Regions from separate parts of the Gossypium hirsutum genome. Here all the other regions are linked to region 2. Evidence: chromatin contacts called from public Hi-C data. All regions are on one chromosome and are shown on one strand. The core of a region is the stretch at or near the end of the contact, and the rest is flanking DNA. Distances in the headings are between cores, read along the strand shown.

Region 1 (4,582 bases), core at 982-3,481, 900 kb after region 2:
TTTGTCCTAGGTTTTTTTAAAGAATAAAACAACTAGCCACAAAATGTGTTCCATTCCCATGTTGAACTCTCTACTACATGGTTGAGGCATAAGGAGAATAACCACCATGCCAACTAGCCACAAAATGTGTTACATTCCCATGAACGAGGTTGAACTCTCAACTACATGGTTGAGGCACAAAGGGAATAACCACCATGCCACACCTCGTGGTTGGGTTCAATATTTTAAGGCAACAAATGCGTATGTTAATATTTAGATATTCACTCACCTATAAATTTTTTATTTCTTTTTTTGATAATTAGGGGAAGGGAATGTGATTGCTTGGTATCAAACTCAAGCTCTCATACTTACAATATAATACTCTTGTCATTAGACTAAGAGGCTGTTGGCATAAAAATTTTATTTCTAAATTAAGATATTAGTTTAGAAATAAATAGTTTACCTTGGGATAGTAAAAATTATTTGAAATAATTAAATATATTATTTAATTGAAATAACATTATTTCTCATTTTTAAATAATTAAAAAACTTATCCAAATTTATCATCTAAAAAGATCTACCAATTATAAATTTCGGTTGATTGAATTATAAAATTATTATCGTGGGCGTTATCCTTCCAAAAGACGATAATCTCTTTCAAAATCTAGTAAATTTGATTTATAAAATTTTAAAAATATCAAAATTTCTAATACATACTTTTTAAAATTTTTATTAATTTTATTAACTTTTTGTAATTCTTTTTCATTTTAAAAGATCTTTTAAGTTTGGCTTAATGGCAAAACTGGCCACTAATATTTGCATGTTTTGTCAAAATGACCCTAATTGTATTTTTGAGCATTTTTTATCATCAACTTTTTTTTTCAAACTGTTTTTTCTAACAAATTTAATGAAAGTAATGTTAACAAAGTTAATAAGGATGGTGTGAAATTTCATATGTAGAATATTTTTAATGAGATGTATTACATAAATAACCCTATAAGTTAATTACATGTAAAAAAATAAAAAAATAAATAATACATTAAATTAAAAAAACTCTTAATTTAAAGAAAATAAATGTAATTATCTAAAAAAATTAACTCAGTAGAAAAACTTCTCAATAAACAAATATATAAAAGATTGAAACTTTTTTTTAAAAAAATTTGAATTCATTAAATTTATTAGAAAAAATAGTTTAAAAAAATTAAAAGTTGATGGCAAAAAAAATTTCAAAAATACAATTATAACTATTTTAATAAAATATGTAAATATTAGTAACTAAATTTATCTTTAAACTTTTTTCACAAGATGACTTCACTGTGATGCCATAAAAATAAAGTGAAAAAAAAGAGTAAATTCTTCTAAGTCGATGCTTGAACCCAATACCAATTATAGCATTGTCTGATTTTTTATTTTAGGAAACCAATTTCCAATAAAAGCATTTTATAGGAGATCAATATTGATGGAGAAAAACTTAATTAGCTAGTAATTAAACCACGATATCCAAATTAAGTCTCCCTTTCTTAATTGAAAAATCTGAAAAGTAAAATTATGAGAAGAAAAAGAGATAAAAGCTTATGAAATACACAATGCAAGGTGTTTAATTACAATAAGAGTAAACTATAAATATAGTCACTTTTATTTGTCTCAGATTATAGTTTAGTTATTAGCATTTGAAATATTACGTTTTAATTATTTATGTTATCATTTTGTTACGAAGTAGTCATCCTACCGTTAAATTTCATTACTTCCCTAATGGCTGTCCTATGTGGCAGTTCAAATTAAATTTATTTAATTAAAAATATATTTTCATCCTAACAATTGGATATCTAAGTTGATATTTAAAACTTATTTAGACTACTACATAGGACTGTTGTTAGGGAGGTAGTAGAGTTTAATAGTAGAGTGACCACTTTATAACAAAACGATCAAATAACTAAAATACTTAAATTATTAAAATATAATCTTAAGTAAATAAAAATGACTATTTTTATAATTTATCCTTAATAAATAAAAAATATTGACCAAAACTTCCATTTTAACTTCAAAACGTCAAGATTGATGCCTAAGAATGAAGTAAGAAGAATGGAATGAAGTAAGAAGAACGGAGTTTTTTCAATAAAAAAAAGAAAAAAGAGAGAGGATAAAACATGTGATGTGAGTGAGTTTGGAATAAAAAAGAACACTTTTCCCTTCCAAACACACCTCCTATTATTATTTTCCCTCCCTCCCTCCCACCCTCCCTCCCAAACACCACTTGCACGTGCTATCCTCTTTCTCTCCCCTTTCCTTTCGATCACTACAAACATCCAATTTACACCCAAAAATTCAAATAAAGAAAAGAAAAAAAATTCCTCTTCGGCTCTTACTCTATCTTTTCTTTTCTTTCTCTCGTCCCCACCAACAGGAGAGAAAGGAAAAAGAAAATACAAAGCTTTCATCTTCCTCTATAACGTAACCATTAAAGGTGAAATATATATATATAGAATTTAAAATAAACAGAGAAACAATTTCTTCTTTCCTTTTTTTTTTGTTTTTTCAAATGCACGCAAAAAATAGGATTCCAAGTAGCGGCCACAGCACCCCATCACCGCCGGCGTCACCACTACGGTCACCGAGGTACCGCCACGGAAGGAAGTCGGGTCGGTTTAGCCCGTTCCAACCGGGGCGGACCATAGCCCACCGTCTCGCTTGGTTACTTCTTTCGGTTCTTCTTCGTCGACAAGGGATTTTTCTCTTTGCTCCTCTCATTTACATCTCTGGGATGCTTCTTTACATGGGCACCGTTTCTTTTGATGTGGTTCCCGTTATTAAACACCGACCCGCACCCGGCTCTGTTTACCGGAGTCCCGAGCTTTATGAGAAGCTTAAAATTGATATGAATGCCGATAATTCCTCTGCTGATGCGGTGAGTCACTTATTTTTTATTTGTTCCTTTTTACTCAATTCTGATGGCTTCTTGGATCTTATTATTGCGGGTCGAGTTTTTTTTTTTGTAAGATTTTCACTTTTGGCTCGGATTTGTCTTTTGAACCATTTTGAATTTCGAGTTTTTGTTTCATTTCTTTTCCTTCTTGGTTTGGATCTTGGTAGAATTTGAGGGACTTGGATAATATAGTTGCCTTTTTTCTGTTGTGTTATTGATAATGTGTTAGACTTTAGATTTCCGAATATTTCCTTGAAATTTAGAAATACGGTAAAGATTTTAAAATTTTTTTCTCATTTTGAAGATTACCGAGAAATAGAATGCTGAATCAAGGAATCATTTTTAGCATTATTCCTTTTTTTGTTAATAAAAAAATCACTGTTGGTTGCTGAGGAAGTAGACCCTTGTGTCTTGTTGTACATGTTTCATTTCCAGCTGTAACAATCTTTGGGATCGTATCTGGATCTGAAGAACATGGAAACTGCATTTCTTTATATATTGTAGTAAAAATAATTGCAGCTTAAGTGAATTGAATCCAGAAGCTTCCGTTGATTGATTTAATCTTTAGGTAGAGCAGCACTGGTGGATTGTTGATGACTTGCTTCTTCTAAATCTAACTTGATTATTAGATATTAGTCTTTTACAGAAGCGGAATATGAATAAATCAAATCACTTTATTACCAGAACACTAGGATGGTAAACAGTTGCTATGGTTTCTTTTCATAATTGGGCTCATTTCTTCTTTGCATGTATCAGTGTCTGACTTTATGCTCTTTCTGTTTTAAACTTTCTCGGTCTGCTTCTTAAGGGCAATATGAATTACAATACAATCTAATTATACTTTCATATCTAACTTTTTGTAGTGTTCTATACTGCAACAGCTGCACGGTGAAGGCTTTGTAGATTTTAAATTGATTATTGAGATTTACATCTGATGCTTATTCATTATTTGTTATTATATCTTCCCTAAACTTATTGAATTTGTTGTAGATTTCGACTATTTGGAAAAATTCCTACAAAGGAGGGGAGTGGAGGCCTTGTGTAAACAAGTCATTGGAAGGTATGGAACTATGTCTTATTCCCTTTGTTTTGTTTAAGAAGGTTATTATAATTTTTCTGCAGCTTCGTTGATATTAATTAGATTCTTCTAGTTTTCTGACAACCATAATGTGGCTCTAAAATATAAATATATCCATATCGATGAATCTCGTTTTTGGCATTACTTTTGACTAATGGAACAAATTGCTTATCTTTAACTTGTATCTAGTATCCTCTTTATTTTTTGGGTGATCATAGTTGTTGCAAGCTTCTAAGTTTGACTATAAAAAATTGGAATAGTAGTGATTTTCTAAATGAATGGTACATGTCAAACAGAGTTGGGATTGCACACTTTGAAAAGTGAAAATACGTTGCTCTGATTCTTGGCCCTCCCTTATCTATACAAATTATAAATTTCCTGGCGCACATATATATCTAGATTAGATGTAGAAACCATTTGTTTAAAAGGTCAGACAACTCAGTTGTTGATTGACTAGGTTTTCAGGCTGGTAAGTTGATGATCTTGGGTGCTGAGGATTGCCAATTTGCTTCTTATGTTACTGACATTTTGAATGTCGCTCATTTAGAGTTCTATGTGCCATTTCTGGTGTTTTGCAAATTTGAGGTATTTGCTTGTTTTCT
Region 2 (4,901 bases), core at 293-2,792:
TATCCAAGCCATTCTCACCAAAATGATCGCAATGGCTATCTTTACTTAAACTATCAGATCCTTCTTCAGAATGCTTGTTCTCAGCAGCATGATTTTCAACCAATTGGTATTCTCTGTAACCCTCATTCTCCACGGCATCATTCTCACAGGTTTGATCTTCACCTCCAGTTTGGCCCTCAGATGAACCTTGGAGAAGAAGTGCCTTCTTCCTGAAGTGAGCTTCAAAGTAAGCTTTCTTCTCTATAACTGAACCTGGTTTCGAGAATTTCTCAACCTCTTCAAGATATCTATTGTGTGAGAAAGAGGATCTCCTTTCCCAAGCTAAGGGTTCATTTTCAAATCTGCCAAATGATATAGAACCAGAATGCAAAGATTCTGTCTGCCAAGATTGAAAAGAATGTGGAGTTAGAATAAATCAAATAGGTGGACAAGTTATCAGAGAATAAAGTAAATCGTATTTTATGAGCCAGTTCATGGATCAGAAACTCATAAAAATGGTTAGCAAGATCAAAATTCACCAGCACTTAAATACCCATTGGTAGAGGTACTTGAGATACCGTAAGCCTTTATAGCTAAAGACAATCTTCTGTAGATTTTCAGCTTTTCAAAAATAATATAGTAGACATTTCTAATGGCACAAAAGTGGTTCCATAGATAATTTGAAGTTTGAAAAAGAATAACTAACATATCTAATACTATAATTATAAGTTAATGTCAAAACTAATGGCTAACATACATACCATCTCCTAAGAACAATTCCATTTCTTTGTCTGAGATACATTATGTATGCTTTTGTGTATACATGACATTTTATTCAATAATATCATCAAAACTGAGATAGGAAACAGGGATCATGATCAAACTAGAACTAATCAAGATATGGACTAAGAGAAACTGAAACCTAAATAGCAAGTAAATGAACTTGAGTCATCCAAAAGGGGATATATATGTACAAACTATGAACATGAAGTAAGTTCGTTTTGCAAATGAAGTGAACCAACCACTACAAATTTTTTTTTCCTTGTTTTAAACTTCATCAATGAGATTAAAATTTCATTAGTTAAAAACAAATTGAGGTTCCACCATTTCTAAACATAAACCGGTTTCACAATATTCAGTAAGCACTACAACAATTACCCAGTTGACAAATATAATTCCATTGATGAAACACATAATAGAAATTCCAAACACCTAACCAAAAGGAAAGAAAGAGCAAGAAAATTTACCAGAAAACTAATGTTGAAAGGCTCTTGAAACTCTCCCGCCATTCGCAGCAGTTACCTCAAAATTCAAGAGTGAGTAAGCTACATCCTCAGCGTATCAAACGGATCAAGTCAATCAAATTAAAAACAAAACACATTTCTTCACAACTTCAACAGTAACACACGAATCTTAACTAAAAGTGCTTTGCGAGTAACACGCCAAAAACAGAAAAAGCCAAAGCTCCAAGGTTTTTTTTTTTTCTCGTTTCTTTTCAGATCTTTCTAAAAGAAGGAATAAATATTGTGAATTTGTTTGTGTATAGTGTTAAGAGTAGAAAGTTTGTGAACGTAATAATAATAAAAAAAACCTTTTATCATGTGGGGTTGGTTGTCCTTTTTGTCTTGTTCTCATCAGATCATCACCGCACTTATAATCGGACGGCTGTGATTATGGATCAGAGGAGGAAGAAGATCTAGAGAAAGCTCGCATTCGGATTGGGAACGACACCGTTTTCTGGTATGGTTGGTACTGCAAGTGTTGGGTAATGTCCCACGTTTGAGCTTCATTTATCTGTTGTTGACTTTCCCAGCATTGCTTTTACGACTTATGATCACTGTTGTACTCTTTTCCCATAAAAGGGTCTCTGAAGTCCGAGAATACTTAAAACATTTTTTTCTTAAGTTACTTAAAGCTTATTTTATTTTATAATTTTTAAGAGATTAATAAGATTAATCCACTGTTTATGTACAATTTTTCATGTAAAAAATAAATAATATTTTTTTTGAAATAATATAATCGAAATCAATTTATAGTGTTTTAAGTTTAATTTCCATTATACATTTATTAAAAAAATTCATCATCATGTGGCTATTTATTCAATATATGTTTTTTTTAAATTAGAATAAAATCATTTTAATCCATTTAATTGTAGTATAAATAATATATAAACTTGATGAGTAATTTTTTTGTTGTGTTTTATTAAAGGGGGACAATCAAATATTTATATACATGATTAGTGTTTATAAACACACGTGTACTATTCTAGGCTATTTGCTAGACTTCGTTGCCCCACATGCAAGCTTCTTAGATATATGTGAGCTGAGACAACGAGCTCCTTTTGCGAGCACCAAGTGACATGTGCAAACTAAGACAGCAAACTTCCCTTACAAACTTTCGAGACACGGGTGAGTGACCTAAATCTTATCTAGTTCTCGAGTTAATGATCATAAGAACATAACAAAACCTTTTAAAAATAAGATAATATATAGTTAAAAATTTTAATTAATATAAATGAGATTTATAATCATTTTAATATTCTCATTAAATCAAAGCTTTTTAATCTTTATATAGAAATATATATAACATAAAAATCAATTGATATTTTAATTAAAATTATAAAATTACATATTTAGTATTTAATGTGCCCTTTATTCAAATCAAATCACATCATAATAGTATAAATTATTTTATAAAAAAGAACGAAATTTTAATAATTACCAAATGAAATTGAAACTTGATTAATAAATCCAATTAATTCAATTAAAAATTTTGTAATAATAGAGATATATGGATTATTATCCTATCGGAAAATTGGGATCAATTAGATATTGTGGGTGATCTGCCTATCGGAAAAAATAACAATTGGAAGTTTATTTTTTAATCTAGTAGGGGTTGCAAGCTAAACTACTAATATAATTTGTTCTCTCTTCTGGATCCTTATATTTATTAATATTTGATTGAATAAATTTATTTTTATTATAGATTTAATGATATTTGTTGGAGATAAATCCAAATTAAGCAACGAATAAGAATGAATAAAGAAAATTGGATACAAATATTTATATGGAAAAACTCCTCTAACGAGGATAAAAAACCACGGGTAAAAAAAAACTTCACTAAAAGCTACAAATAACCGAAGAAGAGTACAAGATAGAAAAAATTTAAAACAAACCCTCGCATCCTAAAAAATACAAAGCTCTCTGGCTAAAAATAAATTTCCCCCTTAAACTCTCTTTTGTAGGTTGCTAAAAGCTTATTTATATGCTGAAATTCGTGGGCGTATCTGATTAAAATATCCCTAGAGTAATCAGAGTTTAAGTGGAAAAAGATATTAGAGTATAACTAGGAGAAGAAACGCAATTTATGTGGGAACACGTCACCATATCGCAACACCCCAACACTTCTTGTTGTGATGCTGTCCGTCTTCGTCACGTCGAGAATCGCCTCGTTGCGATGTCATCTCTGCTTCGCTGTTTCAAACATTTTCACATTGTCCCAACGCTCCTCGTCATGATGTCGGGTCTGTTTTGGACCTTCTTCGATTGCTCGTTGATTGTCTTTCTAAGTGCCTGCAAAGAGTTCGGTAAATGCAAAGACACCTCACAACATTAATTCTTCATGTAATGACATAAATTTTAATTATAATAAATTTACAAAATAAAATATAAAGAAAAGCTACTTTAGTTAGTACGATATTGATTTTTTTTAAAAAAATTAGATATCCTTTCTTATATAAAAGAATAGATATGTTTTCTTATAATACTTCGAGATTTTGCTGAGTGGAAAACATAAAAAAAAAACACTAGGAAAGAAGTAATCTAATTATGAAAGTAATGATTTTTTTTCTAATAAATGAATATTTAACAATAAAATATTTAAATACCATGTTAAATAGGAGTTTTATCTTTATTTTGTAAATTATTATAATTTTAATTTAGAACTTATGCCATTTTAATATATTTTTCCAAAGGTGGTTTAGCATATAGATTGTCCATTAACAAACTAAGATCTTTGTTAAAAAAAAGTAAAAATTATCTTAAAGTAAGATAATTTATGGAGTTCTCTCTTGGAAATGATGGCATAAAGGATCCAATGCTTAATCCCACGATGTAAGGGAGGGGTGGTTGGTAGGGCTACGAAAAAAGTCTAGTTATAGGAAGAGGATTCATCATATGAAGGTGGTACACCTATAGAAGTTGGTGGTGGTTAGGAGCTGATCTGAGCCGAGCTTGAATATTGCCAAGCTCGAGCTCAAGCTTGACTCGAAATTTAGATTTCAATACTCAGCTCGAGATGTAGTCGAGCTACTAGATTTCAAGCTCGATTAAGCTTTTTACCAATTTTTGTAATCAAGTTCAAACTTGAGCTCAATAGTTAAGCTTAGGGTTAGTAATACATTAATCACAATAATGTAATTTAATAATATAAAAATTCAAAAATTTTGATAAGGCTCACGAGTCGTTCAAGTCAAGTATTACTAAGCTCGAATTCAGCTCAATCGATAGCTCAAGCTGCTCAAGCTTAGCTTGACAATTATTGAATCAAATTCAAATTTTTTTCAAATTGAACTCGAGTAGCTTGCGAGTACCAGTGTCTCATTTACACCCTTAGTGGTGGTGGTGGTAGAGTCTTTTTCAAAGATATGTTGATGAATGGTGAGGAGGAGGATGAGAATGAAGAGCAAGTTGGGCAAGATGCTGATGACATAGAATTGTTGGATGAAGATGTGTTCATTAAAATTGAAGTTGGCATGAATTTGATTTGTTTCTCTGAAAGGGTTCACTCTTTGGTAGTCCAAAGTACATACTGACAGTGGTGATAAAACTTTTGGGAAGAAGAATCAGTCTTAATGCCCCGCAGAAGAAATTTTTTACCTTGTGGAAACCAACAAAAATTATGCATCTTATAAGGTATAAAAA
Region 3 (4,373 bases), core at 323-2,822, 570 kb before region 2:
ATGTGTTATTATTATTAGTTTCAAACTTTGTGTTTTTTTATTTATTGTATGTTATTTTTAAACACACATTTGTGTTCAAAATATGTGGTTTCCACGCACATACGCGTGATATAAGATTTATAGTATAGATAATGTCACTGATTGTGTTGATGTCATAAGTCAACTCGATATTTAATTTTTTAAAAATGAAATTTAATATTGATTGTTCTCCTCAGTAACTTGATATTTTTTAACATGCTATAAAAAATAGCAATATTATAATAAACAAATGAAGTGCATTTAATATTCTTAATATGATTAATCTGCCTATTTCAATTTTCTTTTACTCGTAAGTTAAACTATTTTTTTATTTTAATTGCGTACATATTACATATGTATTGTTATTATTATTAGTTTCAAACTTTATGTTTTATTATTTATTGTATGTTATTTTGAAACATACATCTGTGTTCTAAATTTATAGTTTCTGCATGCATACATGTGTGATAGAATTTCTAGTTATATATAAAAATTTAATAAATAAAAATATATAAAATTAAAATAATATAAATATATATTCTAGTTTTTTTTAATATGGGCAGACCTAAAATGAGTTTGGATTAACCATTTATAAATATGACAGACTTGACAAAATTTTAGGCTCATATTTCAGGTTAGGTTGGATTCGGACAAGTATAATTGTTAATATCATACTTAAGTCCAACGTAAATCCGACCCAACCAATGAATATCTCTAAATATGATGTGTTAAAAGAGTACCCCTTAAATTTCAATGACACGTTTTTTTTAATATATATTTAAAATTTAATTTGTATATTTTAAATATATTTATATATCAAGTTGACATTTTAATGGTAAGCTGAAAATTAAATGGATGGAATACTAATATTTTAGTGATTAATTAGAAGAAAACCTCAAATGGAATTAACCCAAAAAAAAAAAAAACCTCAAAACATTGACATCTAGAAGGTTAAAGAAAAGCAGAATGAAGTTTGATATGAATATAGCAGTAGGAAGATGAAACAAAGACGGCCATCTACTATGATCTAAACCCAAGAGTCAGAGATGAATTAAATCTATTTATTTCCTTGGTCAATTTTCATCATATCATCACACGTCTTTGCTTAGCGCATGCAGGGAGAGTTGATTCAAAGACGCAATCCATATTTTTCCCTAATTTAAGAACTGTGAAAACCACCTTTCTAAAGGAGTTTAGCAAATCTAGATCTGTATCTTTTAAATTAACTTAATCCAGGGATTGCCTTCACGGAAGCGCGTTACTTGACGCGCAACTCTGGTTTTGTGTTTTTGGACCCACCCAAAAGAGGAAAAAAACGGAGTTTACCCTTAATATCTTATTTTGGATCTAATTATCAGAATGCATAGACTTTGAATTTTTTTTTCTTTTATTTTTCATTAATTTTTAATTCATTTATTTATCACTTATTTTAGGATGATTTCATAAACGTAAATTTAATAATTTAAAAAATGAAAAAATAAATAAATAATAATTTTTTTTTAAAGTTAAAGGGTAAAATGGATTATTATACCTTATCAGAAAAAAAACAAATCAAATCGTAAAGATCAGAAGATCCACAGATTGAAACTTCAAATGTTCTTTCTCTCCACCTAAGCCAAATCTAACCTGAAAGAGAAAAAATAGAATAAAAAACCCTAACCCTAGTTAACTCTTTCACCTCCAAAATAAAAAAGAATTCATTTCATCATCAAAACAAACCAAGGATTTGAACATTTTACACAAACAAGCAAGAGAAAAGGAGAGAAAAGAAAAATGCTATAATCATTTTGATTGGCATTACAGCAAGATAGAGTGAGAGAGAGAGAGGGAGAGAGAGAATTGAGCAAAAAACAAAAAACAAAAAAGAGCTTTACTGTGCTGATCTAGATTTTATCATCAATGGTTTTCAGTCTTGTGGAACCAGAGATCCGACCTTTCTCCTGTAACATCTTCAAAATCCAAATTCAACCCGGATTTCCTCATTCGACCGTCAACAAACACATATGCTCAAAAGTCAATCTTTGAATCTAATTTTACCACAATTTTTGAAGACCTTAAAACACTTTTGTTATGGGAGCTGAAAGGAAATGGTTTTTCAGTCTTCTTTCCCTTACATTTCTCTCCGTCCTCCTCCTCGTACTTTACTCGATCTCACCTTTCAGCTCCCCTAGACCTTTCCCTTCACTAGTCCAACTCGGCCTTCCATATCCACCAGCTTTTGGGTATTATATATTTGGTGGAAAAGGTGATAAAGATCGGATCTTTAGGTTACTCCTTGCTGTCTATCACCCCAGGAATCGTTATGTATTGCATCTTGGAGCTGATGCCACTGATGGCGAACGGTATAGTTTGGTTGTGGCTTTGAAATCTGTGCCTGCTATTAGGAGCTTTTCAAATGTGGATGTTATAGGGAACCCTGATCGGTTTTCGTACATGGGTTCTTCGTATATTGCTTCCACTTTGCACGCTGCTGCTATTTTGATGAAGGTTGATCCTGGCTGGGATTGGTTTATTGCTTTGAGTGCTTTGGATTATCCCTTGCTTACTCAAGACGGTAAGCGATTTGGGTTCATTTTTAAAAAATTATTTATGTTGTTTTTCTCTTATATGGAGTAATTAGGTGAATTCAGAGAACAGTTTGACTTTGGATATACATGATCTTGATTTAATTGGAATTACTTGAAATTTTGATGAATTTGCATTGTCTCAGTTCATAATATACAGTTTGATACGAAATGGGACTTGAGATTTTCTGATTCTGGTGCTCTTTATGATGTTGGATTAGGATTTTCTGATTCTGGTGCTCTTTATGATCTTGGATTAGGCAGATGTTCTGAATTGGTTTAGGTTGCTTTTTCTGGGAAATTAGTATAAATTAACCACAATAGATAGTTGACTCCTAGTTGTAGTTGCTCTTTTGCTTGGATTCATTCTGCCAAAATTTGGTGCACCATTTCTAAATCTTAAATCTTTCCTACAGTCTAAAAATAGGATATGATTTGGGAATGTTGCATACGATTCGAGGAAAATTCTTGAATTTGATCATGTTTCTGACTAGTTACTATTGATTTTAAGTCAAATCCTGAAAATATATTAGATCAGAAAGCATCTAGTAAACACCCTGGCTCTTGAAAAGAAGATTCTCTTTAAGGAACGAATTTTCCAGTACATATCCATATGTACATGACACTTAGGCTATCAAATTGAGAGACTGGATAGTGGAAACTGTGCAGTGGGGGATGACTGGCATATTTTTCTCTTAATGGGTGACTTCAGCATATTTATGTTGATGATTCATGAGGTTTCAGATCTGCTGATTTTGCTAGAACTTTTAATTTTGATGAAGGAAACTTTTGGACCAATTTTCTACCTGTAACAGTGGTTTGCTTATCCTATGCCCGAATGTTTAGATTTCTAGCTAGGCTTGTTTTTGATATGGTCAGATATAGTGGTTGATACATCAGTTTAGCAAACTATAGGTTGTTTTACATAGATCCTTAAGCTAATACACTTTAACATTTGGACATGGCAGATTCCCTTGTATCATTTTAACCCGAGATAATGTTAAATAATATAATTTCCTTTTCTAGCAGGAAATAGGTGATGTTTTTTTCGTCTACAGAAACTTTAGCTATAGATTGTATCTGTTTTGGTTAATCACCTACTTAAGGGCCCAAAAGAAGTTAATTCGTGGAGCTGAAAGTGCTATGATCGAGTTTCTGATGTTCTTTGCTTGTTTTATTATGCTTGGATGCTGAGTCCGGACAAAGTAACACTTTTGCAACTAGACAAATCAGGTCTATGAATATGGTTATTATGTACCTTTTGGCTTGACGTTCTATTGTTTCAAATACTTAACATGTTGAAACTAATATCTGAACAGATTCAAACTTCTGAAATAATGGGTGTTTATCGCCGCATCGTTGGTAGGTTATATTGAAAAACCTGATTTGGTTTTTGGATAGAGAAGCTTTAGAATGAATGAAATAGAAAATCCTAAACTTAATTCCCATGCCACATTCTTTGCTTCTCTGTAGCTCCAAACTTAAAAATATTCTCAAAGGAGGCAGGGGACAACCAATCATGCATTATTGGTGCCAAGCTTCGATGTCATATTGAACAAAATTTATGATGCCCTTCCTTTTACCTGCATTTCTTCTTTCAAATTTCAATGGCAGGAACACTATGGTTTCACCCTTTGTTACTTGTCTTATCTTTCTGTTGTTCTTATTGTTCTAACCTTTTTTTTTTTTTTTGTTTTTGTTTTTGTTTTTATTTCATATCACAGATTTGTCCCATGTGTTTTCATCTGTTAGGAGGGACCTCAATTTTATTGATCATAACAATGACCTTGG

What was found. A called contact is a pair of places that touch in the nucleus more often than the background predicts.
Region 1: a Hi-C map of leaf shows a contact between it and region 2, with 2.9 times the contacts expected there. The contact joins the promoter of LOC107886292 here to the promoter of LOC107886357 in region 2. A contact is called at or near these places in 2 of 34 Hi-C or Micro-C datasets (both in leaf).
Region 3: a contact with region 2 is called in a Hi-C map of leaf, with 2.1 times the contacts expected there. The contact joins the promoter of LOC107886439 here to the promoter of LOC107886357 in region 2. A contact is called at or near these places in 3 of 34 Hi-C or Micro-C datasets (all in leaf).

What each region holds. Positions count from the first base shown.
Region 1 is chrA03:88,986,091-88,990,672 of Gossypium_hirsutum_v2.1, reverse strand. It overlaps LOC107886292 (protein ESMERALDA 1), which reads left to right and starts at 2,231. Exons shown (of 10, transcript XM_016810191.2): 1 at 2,231-2,884; 2 at 3,893-3,962. The coding sequence starts at 2,519.
Region 2 is chrA03:89,881,728-89,886,628 of Gossypium_hirsutum_v2.1, reverse strand. LOC107886357 (protein WVD2-like 7) reads right to left here and starts at 1,542. Exons shown (of 10, transcript XM_041097300.1): 1 at 1,227-1,542; 2 at 1-379. The coding sequence starts at 1,268.
Region 3 is chrA03:90,450,751-90,455,123 of Gossypium_hirsutum_v2.1, reverse strand. It overlaps LOC107886439 (beta-glucuronosyltransferase GlcAT14A), which reads left to right and starts at 1,572. Exons shown (of 4, transcript XM_016810397.2): 1 at 1,572-2,572; 2 at 4,307-4,373. The coding sequence starts at 2,089.